Regions from separate parts of the Macaca mulatta genome. Here region 2 is linked to region 1. A link is a contact called in public Hi-C data. All regions are on one chromosome and are shown on one strand. The core of a region is the stretch at or near the end of the contact, and the rest is flanking DNA. Distances in the headings are between cores, read along the strand shown. Region 1 holds the start of MFN1 (mitofusin 1). Region 2 holds the start of ACTL6A (actin like 6A).

Region 1 (2,784 bases), core at 150-2,649:
AATTTTCCCCTTCTGGAGGGTAGAAATGGGTTTTACTCGTTATGGTACTTCTCATAGTATACAGTACAATGCCCTATATGTGTTCAATAACTAATGTTGAAAGAATACGCACTTTTATGTATTTTCAACAGTAATTACTTTAAGAACTTAAGAAGAACTAACCTTCAACAAAATGTGATCCTTCAGTAACAAACTCCAGTAACTGGTCAAAGATTGCAGTAATAGCCTTCTTAGCCAGCACAAAGTGCTTCAGTGGAGAAACAGTTTCTGCCATTATGCTACTAGGGGGAGATAAAGTTAGAAAAGCACAAACTAAAGTGGATGATAGACATGTAAACTGATGACACACCAGTGACAGTCATCAACTCCCCAATGAGATAAATTATGCTGGCAAAACGTTTTTAGGTAATTCTTTTTTGGGAGTGTTCTAGTCAGACAATTAGAGATGACTTTTGAATGATATTTCACTAAAATAAGTGAAATCTATTAGCCAAAATTTTGGTTGCAATTTCGACTCAATTTCCCTTTTCCCTTTGGTGAAGATGAAACTAATTGTGACTAAGTTTGTCACTGCATGTGACTATAAAGTACATCAGGGAATAGGGTTAGTGAAAGGAAGCCAAGTTCACAAACAATAACGAAGTTACTAAGTTTCTCAACCTGAAGCTCTAGGTGAGTGGGGGTGGATATGCAGAGTGAGGAAATAAAATTCTAAGATCACAACGTGAGGCTGACATTTAGAAAGACGGAGTTCATCACTACAAATGAGGAGGTAAGGCTTAAAGAGGGCATTAACGCTTCCAGCCAAAGTATCAGAAACTTCAAGGAATATGAGTCTCAGAAAGCATAGGTGGTTTCTCAAGAAAAAGACACCAAAGACAAACAATCACGGCCTAATCCTGGTGTGCACATGGAAAGGAACACTGGCCATAAAGAAGGCGGATCCTTCCAGAGAGTCCAGAAATGACCGCGCGAAGGAGCTGCGTGGGAAAAGCCGGGTGGGGGCAACGCCCCGGTCCGGCCGGTGTGAACACCTGCCTTAGTAAAAGCCTCCCGCCTTCTCACACCGGGCGCAGTGGTCGGGGCCAGAGCCCACCCCAGCCCCACGCGCGCCCGTCCAGGTCCGGATCCCCCACTCCCACCCCCGAGCTCGGCCTCGTGGGCTCCGTGGGCTCGACTCGGCCGCCAGCCCCGCTCGCCTGACGGTTCGCTCTCTCCTTTCCCACAGGACCGCGGCGGGCGGCGCCTCGTCACAGAACGCTGCATGCACGACTCCCGCCCCCCTGTCCCCAGTCGCTCGAAGGTCACTCCGAGCGTCGCAAACGTGCTAGCTGTCGAGGCAGCCGGCACTCACTGTCTCCGCTCCAACTATCACCCGGCAACAGCAACTCGGCCACTGATCCCAAACTGCCTCATCTTCCCGAGAAGTTAAAGGCGGAGAGGAGGCAGGGGGAGTGGCAAAGGGCGGCCACTTCCGGCCTCTTGCCTCCTCTGTTCTGTTTGGCTCCGTGGCCGGAAGCGCATCTATGCCAGGCGCCATTTTCCTTAAGGGCAGAAGGCAAGGTTTGTTGTGGGCAGGGACTGCTACCAGGAGAGTGGTTTTCCGTTCCCCTTTCCAACTTCTCACCCTCCCTTCTCCCCTCAAAGTGTCCAAGTCTCTGCCCAGCCTAGGCTTAGCTAGCTTCCAATGATGGCAGTGGCTGACGCCTGTAATCCCGACACTTTGGGAGACCGAAGGGGTGGGATATCTCTTAAGACCAGGAGTTCGAGACTAGCCTGGGCAACATAGGGAGCCCCACCCCGCCGCTTCCTCCTCCCCGTCTCTACAAAATAAAAAAATGAAAAATTAAAAAAAAAAAATTTAAAAACCTAGCGAGGTGTGGTGGCACACACCTGTGGTCCCAGCTACTTCGGAGGCTTAGGTGGGGGGATTGTTTGGGCCCGGGGCTGCAGCGAACTATGATTTATCGTGCCACTGCACTCCAGCCTGGGCAACAGAGCGTGACATTGTCTCCAAATTAAAAAAAAAAAAAAAAAAAGAAAAAGAAAAGAAAAATCCAGATCATATCACTTTCCGAGTTTAAAAGCTTTCCAGACCCGGTGGGGTGGCTCACGCCTGTAATCCCAGCACTTTGGGAGGCCGAGGCGGGCGGATCACAAGGTTAGGATATCGAGACCATCCTGGCTAACACGGTGAAACGCCGTCTCTACTAAAAACATAAAAAATTAGCTGGGCATGGTGGCGGGCGCCTATTGTCCCAGCTATTTGGAAGGCTGAGGCAGGAGAATGGCGTGAACCCGGGAGGCGGAGCTTGCAGTAAGCCGAGATTGTGTCACTGCACTGCAGCCTGGACGACAGAGTGAGACTCCGGCTCAATAAATAAATAAATAAATAAATAAAAAGAACTTCAGAAAATAGAGCAGAAAACCCAACAGAGAGAAAAGCAGACAAAGGATAGGGAGAAGCATTTCACAAAATGAAAGTGAAAATGACTAATAAGCATATTAAAATAGTCTCAACTTTGTTAGTAATCAGATCTATGCAAATTTAAACAATAATAATGTACTACTTTATACCCTTAAGATTTACAGGAAATTTAAAAATTGTATGATATTGTTGGTAAGCCTGTGAGGAAACATGATCTTGCTGATGGGAGTATAAACTTTAGTCATTCTGCATATATTTTGGAAGTACTGAATCACAAGTATATAAAAAACTTACAAAAATGTGTATGGTAGGTAGCGTTATACATAAAGCAAATACTTAGATACATGAAAGTCAAT
Region 2 (2,784 bases), core at 82-2,581, 230 kb before region 1:
TAGCAATAGTCTGGATTTGTTTTCTGGGTCTCTAACTCATCAAACACAACCCAAAACATTAATTATATGTATCAGTGTTTTGATTCACCTGCAGATCTTGCAAAAATGGAGGCTCTAAATCAGTAGATTTTGAATGACGCGTGAGATTCTGCATTTCTAAGAGGCTTGCAGGTGATGCTGACACTGCTGGTCCATGGACCAGACTTTAAGTGGCAAATGTAGCATTATTTCATTTAACCTTTACGCCCATCCCCATTGGCTAGGAATTATTCCACAAATGAGGCCTGAAGTTGGAAAATTATGTAAATTGCCTAAGACCAAAGCGCTCAACAGTGAGGCGGATATTTCAACTCAGGTCTGTAACCCCCCGCACCTGGTAATCTTTCTGCCACACCAGTCTAATCAAGGATAAGTGAAAAAACAAGACGCCTAGGACCCCCGGCAAACTTTCTGGGCATCCTTAAACTACACGTGCTCCTGAATTAATCTCAAACAGACCCGCCCACGAGTCACTCTGGAGACTCCGCAGCCAACAAACAGGCAGGAGTTACTGAAAGGTGAGGCAGCTCGCGCATGGGGCACAGACAGGGAGGAGGCAGTACCCTAAGTGGCCGCCGCTTCCCTAGTCAGTTCTACGGCTTGAGGCTCGCATTGCCACCTGTGAGACGCTCTGGGAACCCTCCGTCCACGCTTGCAAACCGCCGGGACCTTCCAAGTTTAGGCGCGAGCACATGCGCCCCGACACAGCCGAGTCCAGGAGGCACTCGTGGAGATGCGACCCTGGGGCGGTAACGCAACCCGGGGCCCGGCGGCCGGCTGGACTGAGCTTCCCGCCCAGCCCCGAGGCTCTCTAGAGAAACGAGCGTGCATCCCAAAACCCTGCTTCTCCGGGGGCAGAGGCAGGAACCGGCCACAGAGAGCCGCCACTCCAGGGCGCCCGAGGCGCTGGCCGAGCCTGGTGGGCTCCGGGGGCGGGCAGAGCGTGGGGCGGGGATGGGGCGGGGAGGCCGGGGTCCCGAGAGGGGGAAACCGGAAGGGAACGCCGAGGAGGGGAGGGCTGGGAGCGGCGGTTACAAACCCCACACGCCGAAAACGCGCGCTCTCTCCTCCGGCCGCACTCACTCACCTCCCCCGTACACGCCGCCGCTCATGGCTGCTGCCGGCGCGACCCCTACCCTAAGGGCTAACTGGAGAAGTGACTGCAGTGGCCGCGACTGCGAGTCCCGAGAAGCGATAGCCCCTGACTCCCTTAACTTCCACCGCCACCCCCCTCAGGCAACAAAGCGGCGTCCACACACCCCGGAGCTCAGCTACACTTGCTGTCTCCTCCTATCAGCCAATCACGAGGGTCCAGGCCTACGTTTAGTCAATCAGAATGCGGCTGCGCCGCATCCCCGCCGCGGCCCAGCAGGTTTAGCCAATCGAAGGCAGCCATGGGGGCGGGGAAAGAGGAAAGCGACAGCCGGACAGAAGGAGTTGGGTTGCGGAGCTGAAGCGGGCGGAGCTTCCCGGGTGGGCGAGAGAGTGGGCGGAGGCAGTGGGAGAAGAAGGAGGAAGGCTGGAGGGAAGCATGGGAGGGGCGTAAGAGGTGCGGCTGGGCGCTGAGGAGCTGCGGGAACCTGGGTAGGGGAAGGTAGACTTCTGGAAATTGAACGTGTGTCTCCACGCTGAGATTCCTGTCCAGTGACTGTGGGCAATGTGGATTTCTTTCTTTTTTTCTTCAGAAAAAGTATTTTAAACTAACTTTAGGTTGAAGAAATAAAAATTTTGCGCTCCACTTTGGGATAGGGGAATCAGTAAATCAGACAAATTGATAGGATCTTGTAATTTTTAAAATGGTTATTAATAAGTAAAAGAAGAATGAAATGATGCATTATCCCAGCTAAACCTAGGTAGCGCTTTAAAAACGATTTAAAAAATCAATTTCTTAAAAAAAAAAAAAAAATTTCAGGCCGGGTGTGGTGGCTCACCCGTGTAATCCCAGCACTTTGGGAGGCCGAGGCGGGTAGATCACGAGGTCAGGAGTTCGAGACCAGCCTGGTCAACACAGTGAAACCCCGTCTCTACTAAAAATACGAAAATTAGCTGGGCGTGGTGGCACACACCTGTAGTCCCAGCTACTTGGGAGGCTGAGGCAGGAGAATCGCTTGAACCCAGGAGGTGAAGTGTCCGGAGCTGCACGCCCGGCCATAGTGAATAATCATTAAAGATTAAATGCCTGAGCTATATTCATTTCCACCCCACATCTTCTCCCTAGATTTACCTTCTTCCCTGTATTAATACCGCCATTAAAAGATGGCGCTCTTCCTGCTTCTTTTTCATTCTTTTTTCCCGCGCCTGGGACAAGACTACCTGACTGCGCAGGCGCAACATGACGTCCGACCGGAGAAACCGAGGCTTATCTGGCCACGCCTTCCTTTTTTAGGTAATTTCCGCCTTAGCCCAACCCCTTCCCCTCCAAATGTATATAAGGCATTGCATTACCGCCATTAAACGAGACTTGATCAGGATACTGTCTTGTCTCCATTTCTCGTGTCTCTTGTTCCCCAAATTCCCACCCCCTCTTCCAGGGCCTGCTTTGACAATCCCGTGGGCCGGGACTCGTGGCGCCCAAACGTGGGGCCTGGAAACGAGGGACTCCGTGAGGAAGAGGACGCGAAAGACCGGTCGATCGTTAACAAAGACAAAAGAAGTTAAACTCCTCCGATCACCGCGGGAACCTGCCGCGTCAGAATCGAAGGTAAGTGACGCGTCGGAAATGGGACAAGAATTAAGTCAACATCA

What was found. A called contact is a pair of places that touch in the nucleus more often than the background predicts.
Region 2: a Hi-C map of fetal cortex germinal zone shows a contact between it and region 1, with 2.2 times the contacts expected there. The contact joins the promoter of ACTL6A here to the promoter of MFN1 in region 1. A contact is called at or near these places in 2 of 14 Hi-C or Micro-C datasets (fetal cortex germinal zone and fetal cortical plate).

The regions. Positions count from the first base shown.
Region 1 is chr2:91,336,843-91,339,626 of T2T-MMU8v2.0, reverse strand. It overlaps MFN1 (mitofusin 1), which reads right to left and starts at 1,399. Exons shown (of 18, transcript NM_001266266.1): 1 at 1,355-1,399; 2 at 163-281. The coding sequence starts at 274.
Region 2 is chr2:91,570,690-91,573,473 of T2T-MMU8v2.0, reverse strand. ACTL6A (actin like 6A) reads right to left here and starts at 1,331. Exons shown (of 14, transcript NM_001104559.2): 1 at 1,127-1,331. The coding sequence starts at 1,151.